Linked DNA regions of Mus musculus: regions 1 and 3 are each linked to region 2. A link is a contact called in public Hi-C and HiChIP or PLAC-seq data. All regions are on one chromosome and are shown on one strand. Each heading gives the region's core, a stretch centred on a gene start, on an enhancer-like site or on the middle of the called end of the contact. The rest is flanking DNA. Distances are from core to core; before and after follow the strand shown.

What was found. A called contact is a pair of places that touch in the nucleus more often than the background predicts. HiChIP or PLAC-seq counts read pairs in DNA pulled down with a chosen protein or histone mark.
Region 1: an H3K4me3 HiChIP or PLAC-seq map of bone marrow-derived macrophages shows a contact between it and region 2, with 3 times the contacts expected there. The contact joins the promoter of Edf1 here to the promoter of Grin1 in region 2. A contact is called at or near these places in 5 of 39 promoter capture datasets (the SN4741 cell line, embryonic stem cells, liver and 1 more), 1 of 484 Hi-C or Micro-C datasets (embryonic stem cells), 3 of 115 datasets of contacts at active chromatin or transcription factors (bone marrow-derived macrophages, microglia and pancreatic cancer cells) and 2 of 9 other capture datasets (adipose tissue and liver).
Region 3: a contact with region 2 is called in a Hi-C map of cortical neurons, with 2.6 times the contacts expected there. The contact joins the promoter of Phpt1 here to the promoter of Grin1 in region 2. A contact is called at or near these places in 1 of 39 promoter capture datasets (hippocampal neurons), 1 of 484 Hi-C or Micro-C datasets (cortical neurons), 3 of 115 datasets of contacts at active chromatin or transcription factors (embryonic stem cells and pancreatic cancer cells) and 2 of 9 other capture datasets (adipose tissue and liver).

Annotation. Positions count from the first base shown.
Region 1 is chr2:25,555,215-25,559,356 of GRCm38.p6, forward strand. Edf1 (endothelial differentiation-related factor 1) reads left to right here and starts at 2,633. Exons shown (of 5, transcript NM_021519.2): 1 at 2,633-2,815. The coding sequence starts at 2,738. It overlaps Gm35476 (a long non-coding RNA gene), which reads right to left and starts at 2,314. Exons shown (of 4, transcript XR_866044.3): 1 at 2,241-2,314.
Region 2 is chr2:25,316,628-25,321,229 of GRCm38.p6, forward strand. It overlaps Grin1 (glutamate receptor, ionotropic, NMDA1 (zeta 1)), which reads right to left and starts at 2,560. Exons shown (of 20, transcript NM_008169.3): 1 at 2,002-2,560; 2 at 128-262. The coding sequence starts at 2,259.
Region 3 is chr2:25,572,711-25,576,865 of GRCm38.p6, forward strand. It overlaps Phpt1 (phosphohistidine phosphatase 1), which reads right to left and starts at 2,161. Exons shown (of 3, transcript NM_029293.2): 1 at 1,973-2,161; 2 at 1,478-1,602; 3 at 721-989. The coding sequence starts at 2,129. The coding sequence ends at 897. It overlaps Ajm1 (apical junction component 1), which reads right to left. Exons shown (of 1, transcript NM_001005424.2): 1 at 2,706-4,155.

The sequences.
Region 1 (4,142 bases), core at 1,383-3,882, 240 kb after region 2:
ATATATTTATAATTTATATAAATATAAATTATATAAGTATATAGTATATAATTTATACTTATATGCTATGTATAGAATATATATTTATATGCATATAATTTATATAAATATAAAATTTTATATTATCACTTTTTTATTTTGAGACAGGATCTCACTGTGTATCTCTGGCTGACCTGGGACTCTGAGAGATCCACCTGCCTCTGCTTCCCAAGGGCAGAAATTAAAGGTGTGTGCCACCTTGTCCTCTGACTTACACACATACCATCCCTCCCCAAATTGAAAACAAATGCACATCAGGAGGAAAAAAAAAGTATTTCTGTAACTTACTGTTAAGATTTGTTTTAAGGGCTGGAGAGATGGCTCGGGGGTTAAGAGCACTGACTGCTCTTCCAGAGGTCCTGAGTTCAAATCCCAGCAACCACATGGAGGCTCACAACCATCTGTAACAAGATCTGGCGCCCTCTTCTGGAGTATCTGAAGACAGCTATAGTGTACTTACATAAAATAAATAAATAAATCTTAAAAAAAAAAAAGATTTATTTTAAAACTTTTTAGCCAGGAGTGGTGGTGCACACCTTTAATTCCAGCCCTCCAGAGGCAGAGGCAGGTGGCTCCCTGTGATCTTTTAGGCCAGCCTGGACTACATATCAAATTCAATCCAGCAAAAGTTACATACTGAGACCCTGTCTCAAAACAAAACAAAACAAAACAAAACAAAAACCCCACAGATTTTAAACCTTTTATTTTCTATTTATGGATACTTGGTCTGCATGTAAATCTATGCACAGCATGTGTTCCGTGTCTGTGGAGGCCAGAAGGCATCTGAGCCCCTGAGATGAATTATAGATGCCTGGGAGCCACCTTGTAGGTGCTGGGAATTAAACTCAAGTCTTCTGGAAGAGCAGTCGGTGCTTTTTACTGCAAAGCCATCACCCCATTTTTTAATTAAAAATAAAATTAAAGTGTGATTTTTTAAAAATTTTATTTTATTTTATTTTTTGGTATCCAGAGTGAAGGTGCATGCTTTTAATCCCACTAGTCAGGAGGTAGAAGCAGGCAGATCTTTATGAGTTCCAGACTAGCCAGTCCACACAGTGAGCCTTTAAACAAACAAACAAACAAACCAACCAAACCAAACCACCACCACCATGTATGTGTGGTGTGTGTGTGGAGTGTGTGTGGTGTGTATTCCATCTTGTTTTAAGTGTATGGGCATTTTGCCTTTACATGTCTGTACACCAACTGTGTGCCTAGTGCCCTCAGAGGCCAGAAGAGGGAATCAATGCCGCTGGAGTTAGAGTTACATCCTGCTGTTCTCAGGTTCTCTGCAAGAGCAGCAAATGCTCTTAGCCACTATGCCTCTATAATCATTTTGTTTTCCTCCCCAAGCAGGGTTCCATGTAGTCCTGGAAGGTCTCAAACTTGCTTTGTAGCTAAAGATAACCTTGACCTTCTGATCCTCATATCTCCACCTGGCAAATACGGGTGTTGCAGAAGTAATTTACATTATTATTATTATTAATTTAATGTATATGAGTACACGGTAGCTGTCTTCAGACACATCAGAAGAAGGCATAGTATTCAAATACAGATGTCAAGAACCACTATGTGGTTGCTGGGACCTCAGGATCTCTGGAAGAGCAGTTCCTGGAGAGAGAGCATCTCTCCAGGCTCCTTTTTTTGGTGTGTGTGTATTTTTGTATTTATAGGGTGTTTTTGTTTGTTTTTTGAGACAGTTTCTCTATGTAGCCTTGGCTGTCCCGGAGCTCGTTTGGTAGACTAGGCTGACCTCGTACCCAAAGATTCTTCTGCCTCGGCCTTCCGAATGCTGGGATTAAAGACCACCACCTCGAGGCTGAGTTGCTTATTTTTAAAGTAATTTTGTTTCTATGTATTCCAAAGAAGCCATCAATGGTTCACATGTTTCTGGCCCCACAAAATTTGCCAGCTGCTGTTTCTCTCCCAGAGAGCACCTCCAAAGGAACTTCGAAGTACTGGTATAATGCCAAGCTACAAGCACAAGAGAACCTGGATTCTATCCTGGGATCTCCTAAGGCGTGGCCTGGAAGACAGGTGTATACCCACTGGTGTGGGGGACGCTGGCCCAGGTTCTCCAGAAGTAAGGTGGTGGAGACCGGCTGGGATCAGTAGGATCCCACTTGTACGGCACCTGTGCTAGCATGGCGTGTGTGTAGGTCTCCAGGGCCCCCTTCTCCGTGCCTCACTCCCCTCGCAGATACCTGTGTTCCCTCTCCGCCCCAGCTCTCTTCCGGGTCCCCACTCTTTTTACTAAGGTTCTTCTCTCTTCTGCACTTTTTTTCTCGGGATCCTCCACTCTCTTCTTCGGTCCTCCCGTCTGCTCTCCATGTCCTCTCCGCTCTTCTCTCCTTTAGGGTCCCTCACTCTCCGCTCCCTTCGATCCCCACACAATTCCCACCCCTGGCGCTCCGCCCTGCGCAGCCACAGGGACACGGGACTGGAACCGTGGCGGCGATCAGGCGTCGCCCTCCACGCGCCGCCCGCGGGCAGCCCCCGCGGGTCCCTAGACTAGCCGGGTGCGGATTGGCCGCAGAGCTCGGGAAGTGCGGGCTCCTGGAACCACCGACCAATGGGAACCAGGGGCGGGACCGAGGCGCTGGCGCCGGAAGCGGGGAGGCGACGAAGGGACGTCGCGTCGCCGCGCCGGGTCTCGAGCAGCTGCCAGAGCCGCCGGACGGATCGCTGCCCCCGCCGCGCCATGGCCGAGAGTGACTGGGACACCGTGACGGTGCTGCGCAAGAAGGGCCCCACGGCCGCACAGGCCAAGTCTAAGCAGGTGCTCAGCCAGCGGGGGGCGGCGGGAAGCTGCCGGGCCGCACGGCGCTCTGCGGTCGCTGGGCCGAGCCGGGGAATCCGGCAGTGGGTGGGGACCCGAACGGATCTTTCGAGGGTGGAGACCTTGGGGGACAACAGGTACTCCTTGGAGATGGAGTACGGGAAAAGACTGGGGTAGAGGGCAGCTGACCTGCGCGAGGCTGGGGCAAAGGTCGGAGCAGGGGGATGGGAATGTGGCCTGGGCTCTGGACTGGGACAGGCCTGGGTGAGGACCTGGATGGAGATGAAAACAGGATTGAGAACAGGTGCAAGTGTGGGTCAGAGAACCTGGCTGGTCACTAAATGTGGGGTGGGCAACGTGGGCATTAGGCGCAGGAAACTTGGGAACCAGGGTAGGGGCAGTCCTGCTGAAGGTTTTGCCCTTACCTGGTATCAGCCTGTGCTGGCATCACTGGTGGCTTCCTGCCCATGATGCCCACCCAGGCGATGTCAGCCTATAAAGAGGGCTGTGTGAGACATTGGTCTGATGTCCTCTCCATAGGTGAACTCTGTGTCCCTGAGCCCTGGATGCTGTGGTTCCCTAAGTGGTACTGACCAGAGCTGGAGTTATTTGCCATAGTTGAAGCCAAGTCCACAGTCCTCTTTTCAGGAGAACTTGGAATCATCCTTAAGTGTGTAGAAAGTCTGAGCATATTACACAGAGACGCTCACATGCCACTCCTCTGAAGCAGGATGTTAATACTCAGTTACTGTGGCCCAGGCATCATCGTTAGTGGTCCTACTTCCCAGGGAGACTACTGAGACTACTGTGGGGTGTGTCATTTCTCATTAGGAACCGTACTGGCCGAAGAAGCCAGGGCAGCATTCCACACCTTTCTGCTTTATAGCAGAGTTTGGAAGAAAACTAGCTCTGTTTCCAATAAAGAACCTGGTCGCCTGTACTGTGTGTGCGCATGCACGTGCTCTGATATTGATTTCTGGGTCTAGTGTATCTAGCACTAAGAAGGCTTGAATCAGCCTTCTGAGGGCTAGGATCACAGTCCTGTGCCACCATACCCAGCTCACACCTGTCTTAGTGTAAAAGTGAGTTGGTTCTTTTAGCAGTAGTTCAATGCATGTTATCTAGATATGTGTGTACAGTGTACCCCTGTTTCTTTGGGGACACATTCTGAGGCTGCTCAGTAGATGCCTGAAACTGAGTTGTGCTGGATCCTGTATGTAGTGTGTGTTCTCCTACTCATATATACCCACCCATGAAGAAGTTTATAGATTAGGCACAGTAAGAAATAGTAATAAGGGTTGGAGAGTTGGCTCTGTGGTGAAGAATA
Region 2 (4,602 bases), core at 1,310-3,809:
ACTTCTATACCTGTACCTGTGAGACCTAGTGTGAGGTATGTCTGTGTGGTTATGAGTGAGTGTGTGACTTATGTGCTGCCTGGAGCTGACCACAGGGAGAGGAAGATAATTGGTTCTGACGGCTTACCTTGTCAGAGTAGATGGACATTCGGGTAGTCAGCCCCAGGACGGGGATTCTGTAGAAGCCAGCTGTGTAGGAGACAGGGGTGGGAGTGAAGTGGTCGTTGGGAGTAGGCGGGTGACTAACTAGGATAGCGTAGACCTGTGGATACAGGAGACAGAGTCAGCTCTGTGGCGTAGGAGGAACACTGTATTAGGATTTGAGATCCCAAGTAGCCAGAGCTGGAGCCGCCCGCCAGGGGCCCAGGTGATGCCATTTGTGCTCAAAGTCCCACACATCTAAGACACAAGAGAATAAGCCACCTATTGTAGAGAAGGGGCAGCACTGAGCAAGATCTAGGGATGTAGACCACACACACACACCCCACACACACCACACCACACAAACAACACACACACAACACACATATATACACACAACACACATGCACCATGCCACACACATACACAACACAACACACACACAACACAACACACAAACACAAACACACATATACACACACAACACACATGCACCATGCCACACACATACACACCACACACGCACAACACAACACAACATACAAACACACACACAACTCACATGCACCATGCCACACACATACACACCACACACACACCACACCACACAAACACACACGCACCATGACACACACACACACACACCACACAAACACACACACACCACACACACAAGACACCACACAACACACACTACAACACACACACACACACAACATGCCACACACACATACACACCACACATACCACACACATACACCACACCACACACACACACACACACACAGAGGCACATGCAGTTGGTAGATCCTCTCTTCTGACCAGGGCTCACCGCTTGTAAAGTGAGGCAGGGTGGGAATGGGGACACAAAACTCTGGCATGGCCTCTACACTCTGCAATGTGAGGACTGCTTCTCACTGCCCTCACCATGATCCCCAGCCTGCACACTTTAGGTCACATTGTATGTAGGTATGCATGTGTATGAAGGTATGTAGGTATTCTTGAGCAAGGGCTGGAGCATGTTTGCACTATACACACCAGTGTGTCTATCTTGATATAGGACTCTCATGATGGAAGCAGTGTTGCTATGTGCACTGACCATATCAAGCAGGGTGTCCATGGATATACAGATGTGTGTGAGTGAGCATGTGCAGTTGACTGTGTTATTTTGAGACGTAGTGTGTGCTAGTGCCATGTGCATGAACATGTGTGTGAGCAGATATGTTCATGGATGTAGATGTCCTTTGAAAAGCAAGTATTAATAGACTTGGCACAGTCTCTGTTCCTGTCCTCATTTTACATAAGATGGTGCATTGCAGTGACTCTCATGGCTTCATTGGAATTCAGCAGCCAGTTCAGCTAGGGGAGGACAGCTTCACCAGCAACATGTCCTCCCCTGCAGCACACTGCACTCAGCTCCCACTCTGTGCCTTGGTGTCTCTGGCATGCGCAGTCCTCACTCCAACCCCTGCAGAGCCTGTTTGCTCTGGCACCTGGACCATCCTATGCAGACCCATGAATGGGGGAAGGGAAGAGAGGTAAGGAAAGAAACAAAGATAGCCCCAGGCCTCATCCAGCCAGTTCCCTGAAGTGCTCCTCCATCTTGTGCTCAAAATGTCTAGAACCACACTGACTAGATGGAACAGATCACCAATGATAGTCACATGACAGCACACATGGTCCTCTGAGGACCAGTCCAGGGGGAACCAGCAGACACAGACATTTGTCCCAGGCCTTTCCAGGGACCAGTTGGCTTGGGGTGGTCTGGTAAGGAGACTGAGAAGGACCAGGGAAGGATCGAATGAAACTGGGGCAGTGGAGGATGGTGGAGGAGCAGGGGAGAGAGGAAGTAGTGGTCACCTGGCTAGAGATGAGGTCCTCACACACTGACAGGGCCATCTGTATGGCGTTGGGCTTGTGGGTGACAGAAGTGGCGTTGAGCTGTATCTTCCAAGAGCCGTGTCGCTTATTGGCCTGGTTTACTGCCTCGCGGAACATCTGCTCGTGCTTGCGCGTGCTCAGCACCGCGCCGATGTTGACAATCTTGGGGTCGCAGGCAGCGCGGGCGAAGGAGCAGGAGAAAAGCAGGGCGAATGTCAGCAGGTGCATGGTGCTCATGAGCCTCGGGCACAGCGGGCCTGGTTCTGGGTTGCGCGAGCGCGACCACCTCGCGATGTACGGACCCCCGGGCCCCCGCGCGGTCAAGCACCCGCGGATTCTTCAGGAGCCCAGGGCGAGCGCGGCGGGTGCTGTCCGAGGTGCTGAAGCGTATTGGGCGCTGCTCGAACACCCGCGCGGAAAAGGCGAAAAAGACAGCTGCCTGGACTGTGCGACTGGTCCCGATGCTGCGGCGACTGCAGCAGCTGCGGAGTCGTGAGCGGGACCTACGCGTTCTACCCCTCCCACCGCCCCCGCTTCCTGACGCGGAGTCGAGCGCGCGCCTCCTGACGCGCGCCTGCGTTGGCGTAAATGCTTGGAGCGCGCGAGTGAGACGCGCCCACGTGGGCATGTGCACGCGCGTTAGCATACAGAGAACCAGGGACAGTCATCCGTGTGGTCCCGACTTGCGATAGCTGAGCCGGGTTTCTTATCACCACGTGCACCTGCACTCTTAAGTGTATTTAAACAGGAGGGAATGCATTGTGAATGCTTGAGTGTGCGCGCTCAAGTAGAAGTTCTTACCTACAGTTTGTAATATTTTGGGACTTGATTCTTCCAAGGTCAGGAAGAGGCCCTGTCCCTCTATACCGCTGGGGGAAGGATATTGGTGATTTCCTTCTGATAGGGCTCAGTATTATAGGAGAGAGTTGGATACACTCTAGAGGGTGAGATAGGATTGCTAGAGTTCAAGGCCAGCCTGGGCTACATAGTGAGTAACAGGATCTGTCTATAAATAAATAAAACCAAATTGGAGGGAGGGGAACACCACACCTTGGATCCGTGACTTAGACTCCCTTCTGGAGGTTAAGAATAGGTGTGACGGCCGGGCGGAGGTGGTGCACGACTTTAATCCCAGCACTCTGAAGGCAGAGGCAGGCAGATTTCTGAGTTCGAGGCCAGCCTGGTCTACAAAGTGAGTTCCAGGACAGCCAGGGCTATACAGAGAAACCCTGTCTCGGGGGGGGGGGGGGGGAAGGAAAGGAAAGAAAAGAAAAGAAAGAAAATTTAAAAAGAAGAAAAAGAAAAAATAGGTGTGACATTGGCTCCTCTACTATAGAGTGGTACCTTCTAGGAGACCTGAAGGAGACCAAGGACAGAGGAAGCTGTTTATAGCAGCTAAAGCAAGGTTAGACATCAGGCAGCACTGTCTGAATTAGATTATTTTGTATTCCCTGCTTCCTCTCTTTGGCTGTTCACCAGTGTGAACTGCATCTTGCTCCCAGCAGTCATTTCCCAGAGCTCTCCTTGTTTCTCAGTCTGGCAATCCTAATTCTTTGTCCCCCTCCTGCCATGTAAAGTACAGCCTTTCCCAAATTAAAAAAAAAAAAAAAACTGCTGAAGCTCCACCCCTGCCAGTGACATCAGTATTTCCAATAGCAACCAGGATTTTGCAGGCTCCCCTGTAAATGCTTCCTAGGGGATAAAGGAGGAGGTCGTCACACCTATGTGCTGAGCAGTGCAGGGGAGAATCCTGGACCCACACGTTCACACTCCTGAGTCCTCTTGTTAAAGCTGTCTTCCAGAGCAGAGGACAGGCAGGCCTGTGGCACTGTCTAAGACCCCTGTCTTGGCTCCCTTTCTTTTCTCTGCTGCCCGGAGGTTCCATGTCTGCACACTCTCTGTTCTGGCATTAAAGAACACAGAGGAAAGAGCTCAGCCTCATGGCCTCGAGGCTCTAACAGCTTTCAGGAGTCCCGGAGCTGGCACCATCTGCACACATGTTGGGGCCATCTCCAGACATCTGTGGTTTCTGACAAGTCAGGGCCTGAAGGCTGTATAGGGGTGGGCCTGGGCTCTGTCACTTCATGATAGGGCAGGAACCACCCATCCACCCCATGAACCAAAGACTGTTCCTTCTGACATGTTAGATCTTTTTGCTGAATATTCAATGATCAGTAGGTAGTTGTTCCCACGTAGGAATCTGAAATTGACCATGGTAGAGCTACTTATTTATACCAGGGAAGATTTGTCACGCAACAGAGTTTCCCTTCCTGAGAGCCCATTTGCCAGCAATTCTTGGGCTCTTCTTGGGCTGTGGGTCCTCAATCTTTTGGTCTAAACTCCTTGGAAAGGGCTCAATAGTGAGGGCAGGGAGAAGGCACAGCCTCTTCGACCCACCATCTCTTTTGACTCTGTTCCCTCTTATTCCTCAGGGGCTTGGTTGGATACAGTCATACAAGCCACCAATCGTGTTTCTGCCTGCTGCAGTAACAGACTGACTGACAAACTGTCTTGGGTTGAGACCTCACGGGGTCCTGGGGAGGCAAAGGCTGTGAACATGACCAAAGATGCTCAGAATTG
Region 3 (4,155 bases), core at 911-3,410, 260 kb after region 2:
GGGTATCTCAGCTGCCCCCTAGCCTATACAGGGTATCTCAGCTGCCTCCTAGCCTATACAGGGTATCTCTCTCAGTAGTGTCTGTGTGCCGTCTACAGAGCTGACGAAGGCTGGCTCAAGTCTGGTGAGGGAGGCCCCAGCCCTGGCTCTCCCTAGGACTCACTATAATGGCACAAGGTGTGTGAGACTTTTTAGAGCAGGGGTTAAGCTGGTGCCTACCCACTGTCCTGTATGGTGAAGTGGGGTTAGTGCAGAGAATTAGAGTGTAAATGGTCCTGGGACTAAGATCCATCTAAGTTAAAGTCCCAAGTGAAGGAGACACAAGCATGACTGTTCCTGCGATCACTCAGGGATATCAGGCTTGGCCTGAGAACAGATGAAAAATGTAGCCTGCCAGCTGGCGGGACAATGGCTGCCAGGACCCTTTCCTGGTGGGACTCCTGGATGAACTACAGGAAGGGGGCACTTGTGGGCACCCCAGGCCTTAGGTGGCCAGGAACTGACTTCTTGTGCAAGGCCTGTGGGGCCCCCTCCCAGATGTCCTTGGGGATAGCAGCTTCATGGAGGAACAATCAAGCCATAAATGGCTGCAATGCAGGGGCCCCCTTATCTGCACCTAGGGGGCTGAGTGTGCACCAGTAGTTCCCAGGGCCCCTGAAGCTGAGCAGGTCTGTCCGGTGCAATCCAAAGGTAAAGAAGGCAAGACACAAGTCAGGGACTAGTAGGCATATCAATGCTTTTAATTCCTATGGACCAGATTGGTCTGGCCTCTAAGGCCTGGCAGGTGCTATGCTGCCTAAGGTACAAAAGGAAAGCACAGGGCCAGCCCCTCAAAACAGAACACAGCAAGAGCAGAGACCTGACTTAGTCCGGGGGGTGGGGGGTGGGGCAGAGCTTCAGTAGCCATCGTCAGCCCAGGTGACCTCATAGTCAGGATACTTGGCTTTGATCTTCTCAGTTGAAACAGAGTGCTGGGCACGACCGTAACCCTAGAGAAAGGATGACCGCCAGTTTGCTAGTTTTTTGCTTTGGGAGCCCACCCAGAAGCCGCAGCAATAGCAGCCCTGGGGAAAGTTAGCAGATCCTACCATCCTAATCATACTGGGATCATGATGAGGACTGAAGAGCTCTTCAGGTGATGCCTGAGGGTCTAAGGTGGACTTTATGAAAAAGGATCAACATAGAACTGTGAATTTGACCCCAGTACTGGTGGCTCCAAGGGCCCCTAGAGAGTCAGGACACAGACCCATCAGGATCTGGAGCAAGTCGGGGATGTAGCCCAAGGTGTCATTTGGAAAACGTGGGGAAAGGAAAACCCATTCAGCCCTTAAGTAAGGGTTCTGTAGCTCCAACTTTCAGAGTCCCAAAGGTGGCCTGAATGGTGGTGTGAGGGGTGGGGTGGGGTGGGGTGGGGGTGGGGTCAGGCTCACAAAGGTGAGCTTTGCAGTCTGGCTGAGACCTGGGGACTGGAGCTCACCATAGAGTAGCCATACACGTGTATCTTCCTGTCCTGGCTCTGATGGGAGATGCGCCCGCCGCCTAGGCACTCACAGTCATAGCCATTCCTTTGCAGCTCGCCTGACACTTTGTCATAGATGTCCGCTGGGGTGGGGAGAGTGGCCTCAGGATATGCCCTAGCCGCCCTTGTTGGCCCCACACTGAACTCTAGGGCTGGATATGGGGTCAGAAGCTCCAGCTCTTGGTGGTCTTTTTCCCAGAGAAGATGAGCCCTTCCCCCGCTGGCAAAAAGATGAACGGGAGGAAGAAGACACTTTCGAAGTGAGAGACGGGATTAAGAAGATCCCAGTCATGGCACTCCTTTCTGCCCAAATCCCGACGTTTCTAGGTCAGCCTAGCTATGTGTTAGTACAAGTCATGATATATTAGCAGTCACTACTCCGCTACCAGCAACTGTAAGGCCCCGCCCCTAACCTTCGTCCCGCCTCCAAGGGCACAGAGGCCCCGCCCTCACCGTGGTACTCAGCCCATTTGTAGCCACGCACGATTTCCTTGCACTCCTTCGCCGGATCCCCAGAAGGCTCTGCTAAGTGGACTCGAATCAGCACATACTTGAAGACGCCATCCGAATCAATGTCTACATCAGGAATCTGACCGAGGTCCGCCGCCATGTTCCCCGAAGCGCTCGATCTCTGGGCCCCACAGCCCCTTACCAAACCCGACCCAGGCCTATGCGTAGGGAGGCGGGCCCTTTGGCAGCCACGGCCAATCCCGTGAGGGAATGCTTACCTAGCCCAGAGCCTCAGCCAGTTGTACCTCCAATCTGAGGCACGGACTGGCCAATTGCAACCCAGTTCTTTGCAGCTTTGGGATCGGGCTCATGAGTCCCAGTTAAAGGAGCCGAGGCATAGGTTAACCCGTGGTGCTGTAAATCAACCCGCTGCAGGGCAGCAAAAGGATGCAAGGACGCACTCCGGTTCCACTCCTGGGTCCTAAGGCTTCAATCCGTAAACCATAAATCCGAAGTCCTCTCTTCCCCAACACCTGTAAACCGGAGGATCTCTCTCCGGTCTCTCCAAATTCAAGTACTCCCCTGCATACTCCACTTCACACCCTCGGGCCTCCCCTTCCACAATACTCCGGTTGCGGGTTGTTAAGCTCCTACTCCCGGAAGCTTTGACGCAATGCTCCCCCCCCCCCCCCCCCCCCCGGCCACGACGACGACCACCACCACCACCACTACCGAGTTATTAGCAGCAGCTACATTCAAGTTCTATTTTACTTGGTTCGAAAGCACTTGCCCTTCTCGTCAGAGGCGTTCTTGCCAGTCTGCCGCAGGAGGGACTGTGGAGCCCCTGGGGAGGGCGGCAGGCGGCGGGGCAGCAAGTGTTGCAAGAGCGGCATCCGGGCATGTGCTAAGACAGGGGCCAAGGAGAGAGAGCTGGAGTGTCCCGGGGACATCCAGTCGAGGGTAGCTGGCGCGTGTGCACACCCTCGTGCATAGGTGTGTGTCCCAGGTTCTTGCAATTGAACTTTCAGAGCTCCTAAGGGCTTGGGGCTTCTTCTTCTCCCAAGATTCTTGGAGAATCTGGTCGCAAGCCCTCTCTGGGTCACACCCTCCACAAAGTCCTGGGCTCAGATCCAGGTACGGGGTCAGGCAAGGGGCTTAGGGAAGCCTAGACCTCTCCACAACACGTCAGGCTTTGGCTTCTCTCTCAGCTTGGAGTGCAGCCAGGGCACTTTTGCACACAGGATTGGATTCGGGGCAGGCCTCGGCACCGACTCCTTAACCGTACCCACACTTGGTGGCTCACTACTAAGCACCTTTCCTAGTCCAGTTCCTAATTAGGGACAGCCCTGTTCCTTACTCATTCCCAAGTCATTCCGTGGTAGGAGCTGCTCTCAGTAGGGTTGTCTGCTAATTCGTCAGCACACGCTTCCCACCTCTCCATCTTCTCTGGAAGGCAGATTTTTAAGGCCATCTTGTTGGGTAGGTGTTGGGAGCTCAAATCCTTACCCAGATCTTAACTCTGGTTGGGTCGCCGCCCACACTGCTTCCCCTGCTCAGGCTTCCATCTGGCAGGGTGGATTGTACCTTGGCCTTAACCTGAAAATTCCCCAGTATTCCAACTTGTCTACAAGTGCCCAGACTAAGGTGAGAGTATTGAAGGACAGGCGGCACTGGTACGTGTACAGTGCTGGCTACGCCCATTGCCTCAACCTCATAGGGGTGCACAGGGAGTAGCCCTCTGAGCCTGATACACCCCAGACAGGAGGGTTAGGGGAAGTGCTCGAAGTAAGGACATCGGGCTTTGGTTAACATGGATTTCTGGACTAGAAGGGTTGGAGAGCTATAGCAAGCACCCACAACATACACCAACTGAGTTTGTCCCCATGGGATGAGTGTAGCAGGCAGAGCCCAGAGGTCCTCAGTCCCACCCCACCTCCCAGTGGGGAGCACCGAGGGCGAGGACCGGGCCCTTGGGGAGCCCCCTCTCCTTGACTGGCTTGGGGAGAGCCCAGGATGTGGAATTTGGATGGCCCGGTTACGAACAGAGAAGAAAAGAAGCAGCTGGTTGGAAACGGGACAGGGGTGGGGGTGGGGGCTCCCAGGCAAAATTAGAGGTGTGGAGTGGGTGGAGCTCAGGGCAGAGAATTTGTATAAGACTAAAGGAGGCCCAGGGGATTTGGAAGGCG